Linked DNA regions of Capra hircus: region 2 is linked to region 1. A link is a contact called in public Hi-C data. All regions are on one chromosome and are shown on one strand. The core of a region is the stretch at or near the end of the contact, and the rest is flanking DNA. Distances in the headings are between cores, read along the strand shown. Region 1 has its middle 40 kb from the start of RBM38. Region 2 holds the start of RBM38 (RNA-binding protein 38).

The links. Hi-C and Micro-C count contacts between places; a contact is called where the count stands out from the background.
Region 2: a Hi-C map of blood shows a contact between it and region 1, with 4 times the contacts expected there. The contact joins the promoter of RBM38 here to the enhancer-like site in region 1. A contact is called at or near these places in 2 of 5 Hi-C or Micro-C datasets (both in blood).

What each region holds. Positions count from the first base shown.
Region 1 is chr13:58,023,102-58,028,657 of ARS1.2, reverse strand. No RefSeq gene overlaps it. Among named protein-coding and RNA genes, the nearest start is that of RBM38, 40 kb to the left of the region's middle. Within about 2 kb of position 3,272, at least 2 of the 5 cell types and tissues checked have an H3K27ac peak or open chromatin away from gene starts, as enhancers often do.
Region 2 is chr13:58,062,347-58,067,902 of ARS1.2, reverse strand. RBM38 (RNA-binding protein 38) reads left to right here and starts at 2,029. Exons shown (of 4, transcript XM_018057629.1): 1 at 2,029-2,460; 2 at 3,220-3,343; 3 at 3,821-3,875. The coding sequence starts at 2,224.

The DNA.
Region 1 (5,556 bases), core at 2,023-4,522:
TTCTCTGTCTTGAAGTTCTTAGCAACTTTTGAACGAGGGGCCCACATTTTCATTTTGACTGGGCCCTACCAATTGTGTTGCCATTCTGACGACATGGAACATCTGCTGAGCCCCTATCCTATATTAGGCTCTGGCCCAGGCCTGCCAGAGCACGGATCAGCTCCATGAATCCTCCAAAGACTGTGAAAGACATGGTTCCCATCGACCCATTCTGCAGATGAGGACACTGAGGCTCAGTGAGCTCCTGACTCAGAAGCCCATGCCCTGAAACAAGAGGCCCACTTCAAAAGTCAAATCTGGCCCAGCCCCTTTTCTTTTAAAACCAAGGTCTGGAGAGTTGAAGGCTTCTGCAACAGACCTGGCCTGTGCGCCACAGAGCCATGTTCCGGCTTTCCCCACCCGAGTTGCCTGGCTTGTTGGTGCTGCCTGGGCCCCGGAGGCTGAATTCATTTCACCACACTTCCTCTCCCCACGGGGACTGTCTCAACTTGGGGTGAACCAACCCCAGGGTTAATCAGAGCGCCACTTCCTCTTCCCGGAGAAGACCTCTCACAACCTGCCTGCTATAATTAGCCCCCGGCCTACCCTCCCTGGCTGGGTGTGGCTGGGCCTGCGGCTGCTTCCCTTCTGGCCTTGCAGAGGGGTTTCCACGCTGCTTCCCAAGAACCCCAGGAGCCTGCAGGGCAGGGGTTGTGTAGGGGGGATGCTCAGGCTCCCAGGCCCAGGATGGGGATTCCTCCGGCTTCTGGACGGGCTCTCCCCTTCTCCCCCCTGACCCCCTGCAGCACCCCTACCCCGGGGGATATCAGGCAATGTCTGGAGGTGTCTTTGGTTGTCATCGCTGGGCAGGGGGTGCTCCTGGAATCTCAGAAGAAGAGGCTAGGGGAGCTGCCACACAGCCCTCAGTGCCCAGGCTGGTCTCACCACAGAGAATGTTCACGGGGCTGAGTCTGGGGGACAACATAGTAGTGAGTGGCCGGGGGGACAGCGGAGGAGAAGAGGTGGCCAGGATCAGAGTGGTGTCCTGCAGAGTGGACAGGACAGGATAATGTCTCATGGTGACAAGGGCTTTGTTGAGGAGGAGCTTGAAAGGGGCCCACTGAGCAGAGACTTGAGTGATGGGGGAGATGTGGGGGGAATCTTTAGGGAGAGGGAGGCAGGTGCAAAGGTAGGTGGGAAAGGATTTTGAATGTGGGTGAGGAAGTGAGATGAAGCCCGGGAGGAAGACAGGGGTCATTTCCTGCAGAGTCTCACGGGCTGAGAAACAGGAGTTTCACTTTTTGTTGTTTAGTTGCTAAGTCGTGTCCTACTCTTTTGTGACCCCACTAACTGTAGCCTGCCAGGCTCCTCTGTCCGTAAAATTTCCCAGGCAAGAATACTGGTTGCCATTCTTCTCTCCAGGGGATCTTCCTGACCCAGGGATTGAGTCTGTCTCCTGCTTGGCAGGTAGATTCTTTACCACTGAGACACCTGGGAAACCCAGGAGTTTCACTGGCAGCCTCTAAAAACAAAAGTGCTGAGAGGACTGGATGGGGCGTTCAGCTTGAATTGGGTGCCCCTGGCCAAGCGATTTTGGAAAAATTACTCTTTGGGGCTCCAGTTCCCTCTCTGTCACCCTAGGGGCAGTGCTACGATCCAGTCCTCCCAGGGGCCTCCTGTGAGGGGCTGGGATCAGGACTCAGGTGGGTAGGTGACTTTCCATTCTGTTCTGAGTGTTTAAGAGTGACCCACGAGAGCTATAAACTTGAGTCCCAAGTGTGGGTGACCTCCAAGACCCAGGCAAAGGTCCAACAAGCTCAGGCGTCATTGCAAAGTGGACAAACGTCCACAGGACTGTTGGAGAGCCCTCTTCAACAGCGACCCCATGTGGTAGTAAGCGGCCATGGCAGCAGTGAAGTTTAGGGGGAACAGGCCCCACCCCTACCTGTGGGTTGAAGATGACCTAGGGATCCTTGGACCATTCAAGGTGTGGGAGGACCCAAAAAGGAGATTCCAGGCATCTTGCTAACACAGCACCTGGGAGTTTGAGTGATTAAGGAACAAAGAGAGAAAATCATTGCAGTATCATAACTCGAATGAATTTATTCTGATGTCATTAGTCTGGAAGGAAAGTTTCCCGATACTCAGGGGCTCTAGGAGAGTTAGGGGTGAGAAGCGGGTGGCCAATGGGGCAGGAATGGAGCCTGTTAGGTTTCTGGCTTGTTGCTCTGAGAATGCAATCAGTTCCTCTGGCCCCTCCTTGCTTCCTCCCAGCCAGGGTGCCTGCAACCCCATCCCAGAGAAGCATTTCCTCAGCTGGGAAAACTCAGGTGAAGTGAAGGCAGGAGATGGGGGTGGGTGGGGGCAGAAGCTCTCACCACGTTCCCATGCTACAACCCTCTCCCGTCTCCCTTCCTACTCAAAAGGCGCTTTCCTTGTGGACCCATCAAAGGATGTCACAGAGGCCACTCAAGAAACATTGAAAAAGAGTAAACAAGTCATTTACCCCTGCGAGAGTGTAGACAGCCGCTACCTGGAAGAATGCACAGCCTTGTAGGCAAAGAAAGAAATGCAAACAAAAGCCTGCTACATGCTGATTCAATTAGGAAACAATTACAAGATGATAAAGCCCAGTGCTGGCAGGGGTGTGGGGAAAGTGACACATCAGCTTTGCTATAAACAGATTCAGAGTTTTAAGCTCAGTCTGTCTTCCTGAAATAAGCACTGAGAAACTGCATAGACCCTCTGACCCAGCATTTTGGCTTTTGGCAAATTGTGGCCTTGTTTAAACGTGGAAAATAGAAAAAAAAAAAAAAAAAGCAAGCCAAAACCCCCAGATACCCTGTGCTACTTTCGGGGGAGTACTCAACTACTTGAAATGCTGAACATGTATTACCTCTTTAACATTATAGCCGCTCTGTGAGGTGCGTGATTTCTGAGGCTTCTTTTCAGAGATGAGGACCTAGAGGGCCCTGGAGTCCGGCCCTCCCAATCAGGTGGTGAGCAGCAGAGCTGAGGTTTCAACCCAAGCTGCCCCACCGGAAACTTGGGGGTTCCTACCCCACATTACTGCTCTGTATCATGAAGGCAGAATTGTTGGCCAAAGAGACAGCTGCTGTGTGTGTGTGTGTGTGTGTGTGTGTGTGTGTGTGTGCGCGCGCGCGCACGCGTGTGCGCTGTCACCAGGATGCTACCAGAAGACAAAGGAGTTTCTTTCTGCTTCCTCTTGATGGTAAATGTGCGCCTGCCACCCAGCAGGCATGCCCTGGCCTGTGGTTCTGGAATGTGGGTGAGCTGCCACCCTGGAGGCCTGCCGTTGGTGGCCGGTGTTGGTGGGCCAGGCCCAGCCCACAGACCTGGCCGGTGCGCGCGCTCTGTGTTTGTCCAGGGAATCAAGCCAACAACCTTCATACTGCCTGGATGGGAGCTGAGCGGTTGAACTGATGCCCAGAACCCTTGTATTTTCCCCGCAAGCGGAAACTCCGGTGGCCTCGTGGCGGGAAGGGCAGTGACAGCTCTAGGCACCTGTGGCTTCAAGGAGGACACACATGACTGTTTGAAGATGCTCTTGGCACAAGGCAGAGCTTGGATTCTCTGCCTCCCAGGAGGGGACACATCCCCATGGCCTGTCTGAGACTAGTGTGAGTGCCGACACGCTGTGAACTCTCCGGGAGCAGAGGCTCCTGTTCTTGGGACCGTCCGTCTCCGTCTCTAGAGAGCAGGCTTGGCCCGCGTGAATTGGTTGAAAATGTGGGGCCCAGGCTGTCATGGCTGAGGGACGCTTGGTGTGTGGTAGGCGTGGGGCACGGGGGCAAAGGCCATCCCTTTTCAACGATTTTTCTGTCCTTGGTTCAGCCTGGTGCTCGCGTATCTTGATGGCCGGCCATTCCCTGCCTGTCCCTCTTCTGAGCTAAGAGAGACTGAGGACAGGCAACATGATTTGCTTTCACCATGCTCACTTTCAGAGTTATCCTCTATTAGTGGCAAGTTTTCATGCTGGTTTTCCATTTACTTTTGATGATATAGATTTTCCTTTTAAAATAAACTTACTTAAAAAAAAAAAAAAAAAGGTGCTGTTGTCTAGTGGCTCAGCCATATCTGACTCTCTCTGACTCCATGGACTGTAGTGGGCCAGGCTCCTCTGTCCACGAGATTTTCCAGGCAAGATTACTAGAGTGGGTTGCCATAAGCTTACTTAAGTGAAAAAAAAAAAAAAAAAAAAAAAAGCAAAACAGGTGAGTCATTCCAAATAAAAATATGAAGCCAATGATAGATGAGGTGGAAATGGTCAGATGTAGAGGTGGGCCCTCAGCTAGGAGTCCTCATTGGTCCCCAGTGAGATCATCCTGGATTGTGTGGGTCTTGCCCACCCCTCCCCTTGGGTCTAGGTGACCAGTTCTTGAGTCTCTGGGAACTTTGGCCTCCTCGTCCCTTCCTCCTCTCTCTTTCTTCTTTTTCATTTTTCCCAAACTTTTTATTTTGTATTGGAGTATAGCCAATTAACAGTGCTGGGATAGTCTCAGGTGGACAGAAAAGGGACTCAGCCATACATACACATGTATCCATTCTCCCCCAAACTCCCCTCCCATCCAGGCTGCCCCATAACATTGAGAAGAGTTCTCTGTGCTATACAATAGATTCTTGTTGCTTATCCATTTTAAATATAGTTGTGTGTTCATGTCCGTCTCAAACTCCTTAACTATCCCTCCCACCATTCTTCCCCGCCAGGAACCAAGAATTCATCCTCTAAGTCTTCCCTCCTCTTTCTTCTTACCTCCTCTCCCTCCTGCCAAGACAGGGTCAGGAAGCATCTTTAGGTCCAGTGCAGATGCCGGCTGTTGCCATGCTGGTTTGAGGGTTTCCTTATGGGGAGGGTGGCTGGGCTGTCCTGGCTGTGGGCTCTCATTTTCCCAACTCTTCCTTTCCCACTTCATTAGGCCCATGCATCAGTTCTTAGCTGGCCTGTTCATTAGAGAGGTTTTCCAGGATGAAGTGCAGCTTAGGAGAGAAAGCGTCATATTTAATAATGACAAGAATGCACGTTCACTGAGTGGTTACTGCAGACTGGGTTTTGTGCTAAGAGCTCCTATGGCATTAACTCATTCACTCCTCCCCTTAATCCTGAGGTCATCTTTGATTCCCACACCCTCTTACTCCCCATCGCTTGTACCCTGTTGACTCTTTTTTTAAATTAATTTTTATTGGAGTATGGTTGCTTTATAATATTGTGTTAACTTCTGCACAGCAAAGTGAATCAGTATGTATATGAATATACATATTCATATTCATATATCCCCCCTTTTTTTGGATTTACTTCACATTTATGTCACCACAGAGTGCCAAGTAAGGTTCCCTGAGCTATATATTAGGTTCTCATTAGTTATATATTTTATACATAGTATTAATGGGGCTTCCCTGGGGGCTCAGACAGTAGAGACTCTGTCTGCAATGCAGAAGACCCAGGTTCAATTCCTGGGTTGGGAAGATCCCCTGGAGAAGGGAATGGTAACCCACACCAGTACTCTTGCCTGGAGAATTCCATGGACAGAGGAGCCTGGTGGGCTATAGTCCACCACA
Region 2 (5,556 bases), core at 780-3,279, 40 kb before region 1:
TGTAACAAAAACCCCAAAGTTGAACATCAAAGGATTCTTGTAAATTAAAGAAAAACCAGACAAGTTAATGAATTTAGCACTTTTGTATGCATGCAAAGATGCAAGAGTCTGGGCTCCTAGAAATCATTCCTTTGATGTGCACCTTAACCATCTAGGATCAGTATCTTGTCCCCACGGCACTCCCCCCCCACCCAACCTGAATCCCCTCAGGGTGTAGTCAGGTGGCTACAGTGGCTGATGGCTTAATGTCCACTGCACAGGACATCACGATGCTGGTGCCTGGACATACGGAGGGTTTGAGACCCTCAGGGCCTGGCTCTGCGTAGCTGTGTGACTCACTGCTGGGGGATGCTGGTGCTGGGGCCTTGGGTTCAGTGCTCTGGTCAGACAGGAAGTTCCTAGTAACTTTGAACAAGCGGCCTTGACAATTCTGAAGCAGGTCTTGCTACAGAGTCCCAGCGGTGGGCCCTATGGTTGGGGAAGGGACAAAGAGAATGGCACTGCCCTTTCTGTTTGCTTTCCCCCAGATGTTGCCAACAGAGAGAGGAATCCCGAGCCCTGAGATGGACTTCTGATGAGGCCAGAATTACTTCCCCTGCCCAGTCACTTTATCAGAGGGGCTTCAGGGACCACTCTGGCCATTCCTGGATGGCAGTGCCCTGATTTATTTCCTAATGGGTAATATATTGTATAGTTAAAAATCAGAGATATTACTTTGCCGACAAAGGCCTGTCTAGTCAAAGCTATAGTTTTTCCAGTAAGTCACATATGGATGGGAGAGAGTTGGGACTATAAAGAAAGCTGAGTGCCAAAGAATTGATGCTTTTGAACTGTGGTGTTGGAGAAGACTCTTGAGAGTCCCTTGGGCTGCAAGGAGATCCAACCAGTCAAGCCTGAAGGAAATCAGTCCTGAATATTCCTTGGGAGGACTGATGCTGAAGCTGAAACTCCAATACTTTGGCTATCTGATGCAAAGAACTGACTCATTGGAAAAGACTGATGCTGGGAAAGAGCAAAGGCAGGAGGAAAAGGGGACGACACAGGATGAGATGGTTGGATGGCATCACCGACTCAATGGACATGAGTTTGAGCAAGTTCCGGGAGTTGGTGATGGACAGGGAAGCCCGGCATGCTGCAGTCGATGGGGTTGCAAAGAGTCGGACACGACTGAGCAACTGAACTGAACCCGTTTATTTGTCTTGTTCATAGCGGCTTGGTGGGGCTAGAGTGTGTTCTGTGCATTTCTGCATCCCCCACACCCTAATAAATATTCCTTGAATGAATTATATTCGTGTATATAGATCACACACCCACACTCTAAAATTCCTCGAACTAATTATATTCATGTATATAGACCACAGACACACACACACGCATGCACGCATACACACATACATTCTCAACAAACGGGGCTTCCCAGGTGGCTCTAGTGGTAAAGAACCTGCCTGCCGGTGCAGAAGACATAAGAGATGAGGGTACAGTCTGTGGATTGAAAAGATCTCCTGGAGGAGGGCATGGCAACCCACTCCAGTATTCTTGCCTATAGAATTCCAAGGACAGAGGAACCTGGCAGGGTATAGTCCGTGGCGGTCACAAAGAGTGGGACACTACTGAAACTACTTAGCACCTGTGCATAAAGACAAAACTCATTTCACCTTCAATACGTTGTTGTACTGGAGGCAGCACTGGGAGAAACGTCGACTCACTAAACACGATCTGAATCGTGTACATCTGGTTCGCTAGATTGTGATCTATACGAGGAGAGGGGCCCAGAACCCAGCGAGCACGGAACAGGTGCCCTAGAAAACCCGGATGTTTTCCCTCCGCAAGTGCGCGCCCTGCTCCAAGTGCTTCCCCACCGCACGTGGGGCGCGGTGGGGCGGGACCTGGACTACGCTTCCCGGCGCTCCTCGCGCGCCCGGGGCGGGGCGGGGCTGAGGCTGGGGGCGGGGCCGGCTTTATAGGGAGGGGCCTGGGCGGGCCGGGGGCGGGGCCGGGGCGGGGCCGACTACAAAGCCCGCGGGGCAGGCGCTGAGGCGCAGGGTGCCCGCAACGCCGGCTGGAGCGCAGCGCAGCGCAGTGAGGCGCGCACGGCGGGAGCGGCCCGCGCGTGGACGGGCCTGGCGGCTAGACCGGCGCCCCTGCTGCCCCGCTCGCCCCCCCACCGCCCTCAATGAGCGCAGCCCCACGCGGCCCGGGTCCGTAGGCGGCGGGGCGCCCCCCATGCTGCTGCAGCCCGCGCCGTGCGCCCCGAGCGCGGGCTTCTCGCGGCCCCCGGCCGCCCACGGCGCCATGCACGGCTCGCAGAAGGACACCACGTTCACCAAGATTTTCGTGGGCGGCCTGCCCTACCATACCACCGACGCCTCGCTCAGGAAGTACTTCGAGGGCTTCGGGGACATCGAGGAGGCCGTGGTCATCACCGACCGCCAGACGGGCAAGTCTCGCGGATACGGCTTCGTAAGTGGCCCCGCGGCCGGACGCTCCCGCCCCGCACTTATCGCGGCCGGGGCGCTGAGTCAAGCGGCGGGCGCACGCCAGCCCCGGGCGCCTCCCGCCGGCTCGGCACCTGCTGACCGTTCTCGGGCTGCAGCCGGTCCTGACCCCGTCTCCCTGCCCCCACGCCACGCCGGCTTTAAAAGGGAGAGCCGCTCTGTTCAATTAGGACTCTTCTAAGTTTGTGGAGAGGTTTTGGGGACGGCCGGCTACTTTTCGGCACTTCCTGGAGCAACAAGCGAGCGAGGAACAGGGCTTCACCCTGGGGCACCTAGGAGCCTTTGAGCAACCCGTGTTTTATTTTCCAGCAACTCCCACAGACACCCCAAACAACCTAAGTCAGAGTCGGCCTGAAGACACTTCTCTTACTCCTTTTCTAACTAGGGTGTCCCCAAACCCCTCCCGTGAGGAAACTGGTGGTCCCCACGGGCCGGGTAGGCCAGGCCAGGACCCCTCCCTCCCTTCGGGTTTCGCTGTCGTCCCAGGGGATTGTTTTTGCCCTTCAAGGCCGCGTTTCTTAGCGCTTGAACTCGGAGGGAGGAGCTGGGGTCCAAGGGCAGCTTTGGGGTGGGGGCCCTAGGCTGGACGGGGGCTGGGCGGATGCCTTGGGTAGCGGGCACCTGGAGTCAGGAGAAGTGAATGCCGGGGTGCCTGGGCTCTAGAGCCCACTCTCTGCTTCCCCCACCTTCTGGGGAAGCCCCTGATGCCTCTGTGCTCCTCCAGGTGACCATGGCCGACCGGGCAGCCGCAGAGAGGGCTTGCAAAGACCCTAACCCCAACATCGATGGTCGCAAGGCGAACGTGAACTTGGCCTATCTGGGTGCCAAGCCGCGCAGCCTCCAGACGGGTGAGAGTCCCTGCTTTCCTGTGCTTCTGGTTGCTATATTCAGCCTTGGTATCTGCCGGGTGGAAGAGGCGGCCCCCCCCTCACCCTGCTCTGCTCCAGGAGTAGCAGTTGGCTGTCATGTGCTCCAAGAGAGCCGTCACAGGGCAGTCATCCCCCAGCTCCCAGCTCGGAAGTCGAACCCCTTCCTCCGGCAGCGTGTGCCGGTGGGACAGGGCGAGGAGGGCAGATCACCCGCTTGTCAGCTGTCCTCACCGGAGGGAGGAAGTGGGTCCCAGAGCTGGAGCTCGGGAGGACGCTAGCCCAGCGGCTGCTGCCCCTCAGCTCTGTGGGCCCCCTTTTGCTGGGAGTTCTGGGGTTCAGGTGGAGGTGCCTGGGAGGGGAGAGGAAGCTGTTTACCCCTTTAGACTAGAGGTGGAGGGCTGTAGGGGTCTTCCCTTGGTGATGCTGGGCCCCTCCCTAACTGGTCTCTCATTTTAGGCTTTGCCATCAGCGTGCAGCAGGTGCCCCCTACTTTGATCCAGCGGACTTACGGGTGAGTGGACGTGGTCGGCTGGGGCCGGGGGGCGCACAGCCCTTGGAGACTAGGTCAGGGCACTGTGGGCTTCCTGGGTCTCCCCGTGCAGGTGGCCCTCGGTCTGAGGGAGCCTCTCACCCCAGGACCGCTGACCCCCCGGCATTGGTGGCACTGTCTGCAGCTCCCGTTCTCTATCTGAGGCCCGTCACTTGCTCCAGTCTTTCAGAAGCGTGATCGTGTTGTGGGAGTGGGAGGGGTTCAGCTGGGAGAAGGGAGAGAAGGCAGATTGCATTTCTCTGCCCCCAGCGAAGGCCACACTGAAGAGAGATGGGGAACATGCACTCTGGAGCCGGTGGGCTTGAATTCAGGTCCTGGCTTCCCCTTATTGGTTGTGTGCCTCGGGTTCCTCACCTGTAAAATGGGATAGTGATAGCCCTTCTGAGTTCTGTGGGTGGAGGCCAGGCAGGTAGGTGAGCATGCTGGAAGTGTTTGCCGACCAGGAGCTGGGCCAGGCTCTTCTGAGGGCGCCTCTCTGACCTGCTCCAGTGCCCAACAGATGGCGGCAGCAGGTCACTGCCAACCGGTCCAGTGTTTGTGAAGTTGCAGCAGGTGAGCTGGGATTAGGGCCAGATGTCTCCGCCCAAGTGGGCTCAGCCTGTGGGCCTTTTGTCTAAGTGCTTTGGAGTAGCGTGTCCCACCCTCCTCCACCCAAAAGGGCCTTCTCTTCTGTTTTTTAAAGCATCTAATAAGGCTTGGCAGCTGTTTGGGAAAGGACACAGACTTCAGATGCGCAAAGGAGCCTGCCATACTGGCCGACTTCTCAGCCCCGTGATTGATGTCGGCTCTGTGCCCTGGTGTGGGGAATGTGCTGATTACGATGGGGGGTTTGTGTTGGGGGGCCATTTATAGAACAGGCAGCCCCTTTTAGGATGGTAGAACTTCTTAAGCTTATCAGAGATCAGATTCCAGGCCCTGTGTTTTGTGTTGAAAGTTGCAAGTATGTGTGTGTGTGTATCTGACCCAGAGACTTGATTTGATTGCTCACCTGGCTCACTGGGGTGTTGTGGACCAGGCTTTGGAGCAGGTTGGGAGCTGGGCTCGGGTGGCCTGGGCAGGTTGGCCATGATTCGAGGCTCCTTGCCCTGACAGGCAGTCTCTGCGGCTGTCCAGTGCCTGCCCCCGTTGTGGGTCAGAGACTGTGTGTGAGCCCAATGCCTTGTGTATCCTCCTGGGAGGAAGCCTGGAGGGCAGCCGGGAGCAGGGGGCTCTGGTTTCCTTCCCACTCTGGGATCTGCTTCATCTATGTCTGTAGGCGTTTTTGAAGGTGTTTGGGGACACCCCCATCTTCCTGCTGTCACCCAGGTTCTTCCTGTTTGGGTTCAGGCCACACGGGGAGGGCGTTCCTCACTTTTCACAGTCCTGGTTCTGTTTCCTGGGGCAGGGGCTGGGACAGGAGCTAGCACTGAGATCCGGGTGTGAGCCTTGAGCACACGCAGCTCTCCCCTGCTTAAAATGCCTCCGTGGCTTTCCGCTTGGGCCTGAGCTCTGTTCTGACCCATTACAGCTGCTTCTGGGACTGTATCAGAGTCCTGATATCTGGGACTTGAGCCTGCGGACCTGGGTTCAAATCCTGGCTTTGTCACTTTCCCAATGAGGTCCTCCTTGATAAGTGATGTCTCCTCCTCCTGAGCCTTCCATT